Regions from separate parts of the Zea mays genome. Here region 1 is linked to region 2. Evidence: chromatin contacts called from public Hi-C data. All regions are on one chromosome and are shown on one strand. The core of a region is the stretch at or near the end of the contact, and the rest is flanking DNA. Distances in the headings are between cores, read along the strand shown. Region 1 holds the start of LOC100272736 (GDSL esterase/lipase APG). Region 2 has its middle 70 kb from the start of LOC103629480.

What was found. A called contact is a pair of places that touch in the nucleus more often than the background predicts.
Region 1: a Hi-C map of leaf shows a contact between it and region 2, with 4 times the contacts expected there. The contact joins the promoter of LOC100272736 here to the enhancer-like site in region 2. A contact is called at or near these places in 2 of 25 Hi-C or Micro-C datasets (ear and leaf).

Annotation. Positions count from the first base shown.
Region 1 is chr6:82,192,260-82,197,915 of Zm-B73-REFERENCE-NAM-5.0, reverse strand. LOC100272736 (GDSL esterase/lipase APG) reads right to left here and starts at 4,129. Exons shown (of 5, transcript NM_001147189.1): 1 at 3,817-4,129; 2 at 3,561-3,691; 3 at 3,224-3,457; 4 at 2,849-3,104; 5 at 2,227-2,766. The coding sequence starts at 4,078. The coding sequence ends at 2,570. It overlaps LOC103629481 (a long non-coding RNA gene), which reads left to right. Exons shown (of 5, transcript XR_554412.2): 4 at 1-236; 5 at 768-1,489.
Region 2 is chr6:82,061,932-82,067,243 of Zm-B73-REFERENCE-NAM-5.0, reverse strand. No RefSeq gene overlaps it. Among protein-coding and RNA genes, the nearest start is that of LOC103629480, 70 kb to the left of the region's middle. Within about 2 kb of position 3,988, at least 16 of the 20 cell types and tissues checked have an H3K27ac peak or open chromatin away from gene starts, as enhancers often do. A contact at or near this core is called in ear and leaf, where this site is marked.

The DNA.
Region 1 (5,656 bases), core at 2,880-5,379, 130 kb before region 2:
TCTAGGTTTGATTGCCAGCTTCCATTTTGATGGTAATGACAAAGGTTGTCTCCAGCAGCTATTCTATTACATCCCCTATTTCAAACTTCACTATATGAATAGAGTAATCTACAATGCAAATTTCCTATTTTTCACGATCTGATGTGTACTGCCTAATGTGGTTGAAGGAGGCAAAACTCTGAACTGTTGAGTTGGACCAGATCCATTGCAGACAACGATCATTTCCCTCCAGAGCAGTAAGTCGCATCCATTTAAAGAGTGCAATAAATCATGATCAGTTCAAAGATAATTTAATATAATATATGTCAGTTATAGATAACTTAAAGGTTATAGCTAACTTAAATTAATACACACACACACACAAATATGAGATATATAGCACGGGCATGTGAAGTAATAAAAGTTGACTTTACTTGCAAATGTAGCTACTGCTTTCAGTAAATCCTGCCAGGCTGGAGAATTTGTTCTGGGAAGGTAGAGGTTCCCCGCCGCCTACATCTTCAATGCGTTTCTCTTTCTTTGCCCTGGTTTCAGTAGCTGTTCACGTCTCCACAAATGCCGCGCACTGTGCCACTGCCGTCTGAGGAGCCATTAATAGTGGGCCAGCCATCAGCTTGAACCGACATATAATTGCATCCCTTTGCTCAAATAAAGTCATGAATGCTAGCTATATTGTTGGTGGTTGTTAGGACTAGGCTTATCACGTGCTAATGCTGTTCATGTGCTATAGCCTTCCCCACTTCTGAAGAACTGGTTTCTATTTTCAGGGTTCTAGGTTTGCACGGCTGGCTCCTAATCCAGACACCCAAGACCACCAGGTAACAGTGATGCTGGTGAGGTGCTTTCACTGCTTCGGCTGTACTTCGTTTATTCACTTCAAGGTCGACACGATTCCCTTGAAGAGGAAAGGAAACATCAAGTACGTGCATGATTGATCTGGTTTGCCTGGCCTGTATTCCAGGGTTCTCGTTTCTTCTCGGTACATGTTTCTGTTAACGAAACCTTAGCTGCGCATATATCAAGCGAATGGACTGCCGTCTTCTCTGAACACACTGCTAGTGCTAGTGCTAGTTTCTTCTCGATACATGGTTCTGGGAAATGAAGAAAGAATAGTCTACTCTGAACGCTGCACGTTCCCACTGCTAGTGCTAGTTGAGACGCCGGAGCACAAATGGACTGCCGTCTGCAGGTAACGTGTTATTTTCCTGTTGAGTTAATGCAGCCGAATGAAGTGTGTTTCCTTATAGGACATCAGCATTAATTTCAGCAGCTGAATTTGATATATACCTGTACTCTGTTGCCGCTTTGGTGTGTATAGTTTATCGTTGGCTGTTGTGTTTCAGTCCCTTTCTGTATGAACCCGTCGTCAAACACACAAAGTTGAAGATGCTGGTTGAACTTTGTTAGTTAGTATTAGTCAGTTATTATTGGATTCAGAATTTCAATGTATTATATTCTTAATACCCCCCATAACACTGCTGGGAGGATAGAGCCCCCGCATCTGTGAGGTACTATCAGTAAATTAATTCAAGTACGTATATAAGGGGTGTTTGGTTTCTAAGGTCTAACTTTTTAGTCCCTAAGAGCAACTCGAGTAGTTCTCTAAAAGACTCCCTAAATCAATAATTTAGCCAGCTAAAATAAAACTTCTCTTCAACAGTTCTCTCAATAAACTCCCTAAATTTAACTACTTTCCATCTAACCTGATTTGCTCCCTACATTTAGCAACCATTTACCAACTCCATAAACAAAAGACTGAATGTAATTTTTGTATTTGGATGCCTTTTTTCAACTATGCATTAAAGATATGTTAATAGAGCCCATATATCAGGGGTTGGTGATGCACAATTGCGGCAGCTAGTCAGCTAGAGATTAAACAATTGACAATACAGCAACTTCACGTGCACATGTCGGAAATATATGAATAAACAATTGCGGCACCAAATCAAAAGTCCAACACAATTTACCAAGTTAAATTCATCGTCCCTAACGGTCCCACTGGTGACATGACAAGTTTTGACATATTTAGAAAATAATGTATAAAGAACTATTAGAGAACATGAGTTTTTTGTTTCCTATATTATTTGAGAACTTGCTAAATCTAGGATTTATGTAGTATAATTATATATAACTATTGGAGTTGCTCTAAGTTAACAAATAAACAGGGAGTTTTAGTTTTTATATTTATCAATTTATGGACTAAAATGTAGGGACTAAAAACTAGTTCCTAGAAACCAAACACCTCATATTATGCATGATATATAGGAAAACGCACGTACGCATAGTATATGATCAACAATATTACAAGAATGGTAGGGAGATAGATGGTGCAATTTCACAGGCAATTCAAGGTGTACCGTTGTTTTCTTGGATGGAAACAGGAAACTGGTGAGCGGCTACAGATGGAACAGGAAACTGCTCCACAACATTACGAAAAGGGCAGGGCCGACGGTGCAATTTTTAATTTCACTGGCTATTCCAGACACTGTACGTAGTTCTGTTTCGATGGAGCAGGAAACATGTGAGCAGATCTGCAGATGTGTGTCGTCTCCTTTATTATTCCTACTAGCTAGGTGACCAGCTCGATGCCCGCGTCGACCGTGGACTCCGCGATGAAGACGTTGGCAGCCTCCGACGGGTGGACGGCGTCGAAGAACACGTAGCTGCTGGCGTTCCGGCACGTCCCGGCCGTCGTCGGGTTGCAGAGGTACACCCTCGTCTTGGCCGTCCCCGTCCGGCAGCACGTCCCTCTAGCGTCGGCGAAGCCTACACCACCATGCATGCATGCGTGTCAGTGTCATGATCTCGACCGCGCACGTACGGCACTGTTGAACACGCACGTACATACCGTAAGCCGCGGGGTCTTGTGCGAGTTTGCGGAGGGGCGTGTAGATGTCGAGGATGGCGAGCTTGAGGTCGGCGTGCCGCCGCTTGAGCGCCTTGACGGTGGCGTTCAGCTTGGCGTTGAAGGTCTCGGCGTCGCGGTTGAGCCTCGGCACGCACGCTCCCTTGCCGTCGCCGTACAGCCTGATGGACGCCGGCAGGCAGCCCAGCGGCGGCATGGACGTGACGCCGATCCGCCGCGCCCCCAGCCTGTACAGCTCCTGCAACCAACAACGTACTCATCCCAGATCGATTTAATGATGAATGAAGCAAAAGGATCTCGGATGGGTAGGTGAGTGTCGATCTGATGGATCAGGATGATGACGTATTAGTATTATACGTTGGCGAAGCCGGAGAAGATGCCGACGAGGAGGTCGGTGTACTGCTCGACGTCGTAGCGGTGGGACAGGGAGGCGTTGTGGTAGTAGTTCTGGAGGAAATCGCCGGTGCCCGTGCTGACGACGTAGAGCGCGTCGCCGAGGATGGCGCGAGCCCTGGCGCGCCCGGCCACCGCCGCCAGCTTCGACTGGTACTCCTTGTAGTACTTGAGCTGCTGGGTCAGCGTGATCGCGTCCTGCACGTACGCGTGCGCAAGGGCATATTATATATAGCAGTTAGCAGCTAGCTAGCCTCAACAAATTAAAGCAACAGCATCTGAACGATGATGTGGTACTTACATACATGGCCGCCGTGTCGTCGTAGTAGCTGGACGCCGCGGAGGCGAAGTTGGCGCCGGTGAGCAGGTTCTTCCCCGACGCCTGCGGGCTGAGGTACGGCGGCGCGTAGCTCTCGAAGCCGAGCGTTTCGGCTGCAACAATAAACAATGCACAGAACGAAGAACTCGTTCAATTCGTCACGCACCTGCAGCCGCCGCCATGCATAATGCATGCGTGGTGGTATAGCATGTATATATATATGGGAATGGCTAGCGACCGGTGATGTCGGTGACGATCTTGCCGTCGGAGAATCGGCCGGTGGCCTTGTGCCGCGCGAAGCCCTGCCCGTACGGCGCGTAGTCGGCCTTGAACACCGCGCCCGGCAGGTAGTTATTGTTGCCGACGTCGACGGTGGAGTCGCCGAACGAGATGACCGCCGGCACAATCGGCTGCGCCTGCGCCTGCGCGCCGCCGTTCATCGTCACAGTCACCGCCGACGCTACAAACAGGCACACGACGACCAGCTGCGACGACGCCATGCATGTGCTAGCTGCTCACAGTTGTTACTACGCTCGTCTCTTGCACGTACGTACCGGGCTGTGTGGCCGCTCGACGCATCGGTGACATACTTATATACGACCGTTGCACAGTGCGTGTACATGGTGGTGTGTACCACGCGTCAACGTCGATGGGAGCTCGCGGTTGGGTGTCATGTGTGTATGTGCGCGCGTGCGATTTAAGGCGGGGCAGGCCCAGGCCGGGGCACCGCCTCGCTCGTCGCCCAAGCTGTACCGACGTGACTCCTGATTACGCACCTCGTTAATGCATGGTTTCCTCGATCTTGTAGTGACGCCTGACACCACGTACGTAATATGGGCCAGGTTTTTTTTTTTGTCACCACCAGCGACTCAAACACAAGAGCCACGAGCGACTCAAACACAAGAGCCTAAAGCACGTGCTGACGCGAAATAATATGGATCAAATTAGTACGGTCCGAAAGCAGGTCTAAGCCGTACCTTAGATTTCGGCCCGTCGGGCCTAGCACGGCTTGTATGCATAGGTCGAGTTTGGGTCGGCACGGCTCAATTAAACTTATATTGTTTAATTTCTTTAATTTGGTAAGTTATAACTTTATATGGTTATAATATTTAAACTTTATGTTGTCAAATAGAACTCACATTGTTTAATATCTTTAGTTTAGTAAGCCATGTATATTATGTGGTTGTAATATTTAAATTTTGTGTGATTCAAATATATAGATCGAGCTATGGACACGGTCCAACAAAGACATGATCCTTGTGATTGGTAAGCTGCACACATCCATCTAGACCGAACGCATGCGTTGAATAAGAAGCAGTCACTGTTTGGTTAACTGCATATAGCGAGATGGAGGCTGCACCCACAGATGCAACGTAGACCAAAACATATTCCCTAGTTGCATGCGCGGATACGCTCGAACATTCCGTTTCTCGCTGCCCAGGCTCTCCAGAGCCAGGCGCCGCTGGGCCGCGTAACCAATCACTCGGGATGTGTTTTAGGGTCAAATTGGGTCACTGTTTCTACTATTTGAGCTAACACGACTTAAAAAAAAATTTAGACTTTCTCAGACGGCTTAGGTCTGTTTATCCCAAAGTATGATAGGCTTGGATTAGCTCGACCCGACCCAATTCCCAGCACTGACACGCAGCGGTTAACTAACGGATGATGACACGGGCATTAAATGATCAAAACGACAGCTTCGTGGCCACAATATATATCTACTTTAAAAGGTAATTTAGGGTGTGCCATGTTTTTGAAACTGCATTCTTCTTTCCGTGGGTAGTCTGTATGTTTTTATGAGGGCGCATCAGTTGACAGCAGCGTGAGACCCACAAATAGCGCGGCTCCATAATAGTCGGAGTGGAAGATGTATAGACCATGTAGACGACAACCGGATGGGAGAGAAATAAATCTACACACCATGAAACTAGTACTTTGTACGGACTAGAGTTCTGTAGACAATAAATAAGTTTATGTGACACACTAGAAATCAAACTAGGCAGCTTATACCACTACAATACGCACTGTGGGTGTGGATTGGTACGGTTTCTATATATTAATAAAATAAAAAAAAATAT
Region 2 (5,312 bases), core at 2,739-5,238:
GGCGACGAAGCAGGCCCCCAACAACGACAATCCTAGGTTGAGCAGCATGGTCAACCTTGTCGCCGTGCTCAACACCGAGTTGTACCACACCCTTGACGAGTTGGGCAAGGTTCGTGCGGAGATCGTGGAGCTATGTGCTGAGCGCGTGCAGTGCCACCATCAAGAGGATGGTTCCCCCGCCCCTGTTGGTACTCAGCACCCTTACCGCTCGCCACCCCGTGGTCATCATGCTTATGGCACTCCTGACTGCAGAACCAAGATAGACTTGGAGCCTTAGGTCGCTAGTGTCGAAGTTTGTAATAAATGTTTAGTTTAAGTTAGATGTCTTAATCTTAATCAATCGTATTTAGTCAAGGTAGTTTGATTATCATGTGTCTCTATGTTTGTCATGGTGAACTTGTGATGGATTTGTATTTTTGTAATGATTGTCACCAAAATGTGGGTGTCCCCTGCAATTTCTGCAACTATCTCGCTGTGAACCCGAGGATGTCAACACTGATGCCAAGAGGCAGTACAAGTTCTTGAGAGGTTTGGTTGACCCCTTGCACTACTAGTTGATGAACCATACCTTCCCTACCTTCCAACATCTGATTGATAGGGCTATATTGACTGAGAGGAAGCACCGGGAGGTGGAAGATCGGAAACGCAAGATTGGTGGACCGTAGGCCGGGCGCAGCAGTCGTCCCCGTTCTCAAGAAATCCACCCCAGTAGTTCAAGCAGAGTCACCCGCAAGGATATCAGCACTAGAACCAGCGTCCGCACCAGCAGCAATTCCAGAGTTAGTTCTCTCAGTAGCAGTAGCAGCAGTACCGCCAGCATAGTCCACCGGTAGGAAGTCAGTACTAGAGGCAGAACAATCAGGCACATCGCCTTCCTGCCCTAGCAACCAATCAGAACTGCCAGATAGCCCCAGCGCAAGGACGAGGCTATCACACCTGGATTTAAGGGATAAAGTCGGGTGCATCTCATATATGCGCCAAAGAAGACAACACATATAATAACAAAGTGTATAGAGATAAATGTCACAATATCATCAGAGTACTTATTCCATAGCGGAAGTCTTACAAAATAAAAGATTAATATAAAACGAACTAAAGTCCATCCTTGGCGCCATAAAGTCAACTGGGAGACGCCACCTAGATCAAGTCAAACTCCTCGTTGTGTGGCTCCTCTGAACCACCTGTTCTTCTCCTGTTGGGGGTGTGAGACAGCAAGGGTGAGCTCACATATGTTCATCGCTCAACAAGTTGTGGGGAATAATGTGCATGAACTCACCAAAGGTGGGAGTCCATGTGATGTGTAAGGCTGATCAACAATAGGGGTTAAAGCTGAGCATTGCTTTTAATAAGTTGGTCAAATTTTATTAGCAGTTACTAAATATAAGTAGATACCAAACCATAATAAGAATAATAGAACAAAATTAATAAATAATCCCATGCAATGCATATGAAAAATTGAATTTAGTTTCATAATTGAATCATGCGAGAGTCCTGAGCTGCACATGACCGTGAGCTCGGCTAGTATACCGGTTTTACACTATGCAGAGGTTGTACCCTGTACCCACAAGTCATGTTACCCATTTGCCAAGGAGTCATGAATCCCATACACCTCTACCAAGAAAGCGAGACAGGGTAACACTATGAGGCCTTTACAAAGTGCCACTAGCTTTCGAAAACCCGCTACAGTTTCTAGGAAGAGCAATTGCAAGAATCCCTCGTCTGACCGCCATCGCAGCAAAATCAACCCGAGAACCTCCCTGCATTCCTACTCCCCTACTGCCCTTGCCCCTTTCGGGTAAGGTAGTCTTCCACTAGCTTATCTAATTAGTCAGCCAAGGGCGTCCCATTCCACCCTTGTGGTGGCACGTGTTTCTCAAGTTAAGCTCCATGTTCCAATTTAAATTAATGGTCTTGACATGAACATAAATAACATAACAGAATAATGGAACATGGATATAATGAAATCTTAACCCAAAACCATGTAAAGCAATAGCATAACTACCCAAATGATTCAGGGATACACAAGGTAAAAAGGATAACCAGTCTAGGGTGACCTATTGGGTCCCATCAAAATTAAACCTATGCATGAATAAGTGGTATTAAAGAATATTATTGGGTAATAAAAGTGGTCAAGGACACAACTTGCCTGGGACTTGAGATTCCAGGTACCATGATGATCCTCAGATTCTCGTGACCTCACTGCTAGTCGTAACAATACAAACAAACATGGTATAGACAAAATTAACATCACACCTAATATAAGAACAAACTGCATAATAATAATCTACGCGTCGTAACGAGACCATGGGTTCGAGAACCACTAAATTCGGAGCTACGGTTACCGAGTTATGATTTACACAGGATCTATGTGATTTGAATATTAAATCATATAATAAATTGATTAGTATACCTCATATGAGAGCATATTCTATAAATATTTATCTCAACTTTAATCTAGATTATAACTTAACTAGAGATCATATTTTAATCAAACTATAATTATGGACATGTTAGATTTGATTTAGAAGAGCTAATCTAGTAGGCATAGGATAAATAAATATAAAAGTACGCGACATGGTATAATTAATGTTGTTAGTGTGTAGTAAATATTTATACGAAGCTAACGCAACTTGAACGAATTGAAACAGAGTTAAAATGAATTAGTTATGATTTTCTAAAGTTATTTATGTGCTTGGTACATAATAAATTAAGTAATCAATTTTAGTCTATGTTTCATGTTCCAACAGAGTTACTAAGTGATAAACAATATTAATACAAAATTATAGGAACTGCAATGGATTAAAAAAGAGCTAAAATGAATTTTCTAGAGATTAATCAAGTTTCTGCAATTATTTTTATATTGAAAATCATTTCTGAATTGAATTTCTTGGGTTTTATTAACTGTCTGGACTGTGCTTACAATATCGAGAAGCTCAGGGGTTCTGCACGAAATATTCTACGACTCAATACACAGTCGCAATGAACTGCGGGTTGGTTCCAATTAAGTTAGGGGTCTCTTTTGCAATTCGTGCCCAGCGAAGGGGTACGGTCGATTTGGGCCCGTTCGATAGACACCAGACAGACCAGATTAGATCTTCCTAAGCCAAAACGGTATGCTTCAGCGGCGGTCGGATCTGACACCTACGATTCGGATTTTATGTTCGCGAGATCCAACTCTGGCCCTAGTTTTCACGATCAACGGCCACAACAATGATCCTACGCATACTCGAATCGGTATCTCCATGATTGAATCGTATCCATTCGCTTTCAATCCGACGACCTGGCTTCATTACTATGTGATCAGATCTCACGCGCACAAACCGAAATCGACAGTCACCCAATCGCCTCCTTCTTGCGAGACCGAGCGGAGCGGCGGCGCCCTCGCACTACGGCGGTGCCATTGCCGTGACCCACGAATTGGCGCCCAGGTGCGTAATACTCAGATGGGATCGGTGCTATGCGCAGAGGAAACGAAACTGAATCAATGGGATAGCTTCTCACTAGAGACGAAGACCAGAGCAGGGCCAACCACGATGTAGGGCGGATCCGCGGCAAGGATAGCACTCCGGCGAGCGATTCCCGCCGGTGCTCCGGTGTTTCACTCCTTCCTTCGACTCCACTGACTTGCACACGTACTGGCACACGCAATGAGCAATTCTCCGGAACCCGAGCGACGCGTAGCAGAAAAAGGGATGGCAGCGGCGTTCTTTCTCTCCTCAGTAGTGCCTGGCGATGGTGGAAGTGCACGACAAGAAGGGGAAAGGCAAAGTCCCGATGTCCCATTTTATGGTCATCCGAAGGGGTTCGATGTTGGACCCGCATGGACGGCTGGATTCGCGGGGCAAGCGCCGATCTCGATCAAGGTTGTTGCGGGAGGTCGGCGTCGTGCGCATGGAGATCACGGCAGCAAGGTAGGAGGAACTGGTCAGTGGGTCCCGTGAACCAGTGAGTCAGCGTCGCGCGGATAGCAACTCGGGTGGAAGACGGCGCTGACGCGTAGGGTCCTCAGGGTAGCACTGGTTTCGTTCACAGGCCGCGTGCGGTTTGTGGAACTGACGAAAGGGGCCCGCGTGTCGACGCCATTTCTCCAGCTAGGTCGAGGGGAGGAAGGGAAAGTGGGCCGCAAAGGAGAAGAGAATGGGCCGGTCTGGGAAGTAAATGGCCCAGGCGCAGGTAAATCCCCTTTTCTTTTCTTATTTATTTTCTGTTTTATTTTCCTATTTTCCTTTCCAAATTTCCAATTCATTTCAGATTCAAATTTCCAAATTCCAAATATCAATCATCTCCCTAATGAAAACATCTACTATTTATATTAATATTATTTTTCTTGTCACTCATTTAGGGGAGGAATAAATGGGTCCATAAACATTTTCCTTTCTCATTTTCTATTTTATATTTTCATTTGATTTACAAATTTCAAGTTCGAATCCAAAATAAAGTTTAAGTATTCAAATTTTTAATACATACTCAAAAACAATTATGATGCAATAGATATATATTTATTTTAATTAATTTATTTGTTTGGTAAATGTTTGAAATATGAAAAACACTCATATTGTTTTCTTTCTTTTTAGAAAAATAATACTTTGAATGTGGGATAAGAAGTAAAAGTTACTTCAAAATTAAATATTCATGTAAATAAATGCTTATGGTGCATCATTTAATGATATGCATAATAATTTAGTTGAATAAAAAACTTTTCTATTACTTCTTTTTAAAAATAATTCTTGGTTTTCAAAATTCAAGCTTCAATTTTCAACACTCAAGTATAATTTGAGATGTTTTCTAATTTGCTATTTTATTTCTTCATATATTTATTTTATTATTATTATTATTCCTTATACAAATTTTGGGCCATGCAAATCCTACCCTCCTTAACAGAAATCTCAGCATGATGCATAATTTATTAGCAACACATAGGGTCAATTAGACCTTATTATTCCTCCTAAAATAGTATCATACCAACTACTAACTAAAGTAACATTTAGGTTTTACAAATAGCTATATATATATATGGCTTAGTGGAGCTACTGGTGGTGGTGGAGGTAGTGGGTGTTGTTGTTGTCTTTCCAACCGTGGTTGCCTCATTTCTTGACGCATCTCCTACCGGTCCTGACGTATTTCCTAGCGTTCTTGCCTTATCTGATTTTGCATTTCGTTAACCATGTTTGTCATATGTTGTAGTACCAGCATTTGGGCGGCAACCACTGGATCGGTTCCAGCCGCTGGAGGATTTGGAGGATTAATTTCTGTTTGCTGTTGCCTGGTAGTCCTCCCTTCCTGGTATTTGTAACACCCGGGCTTTAAGGAAC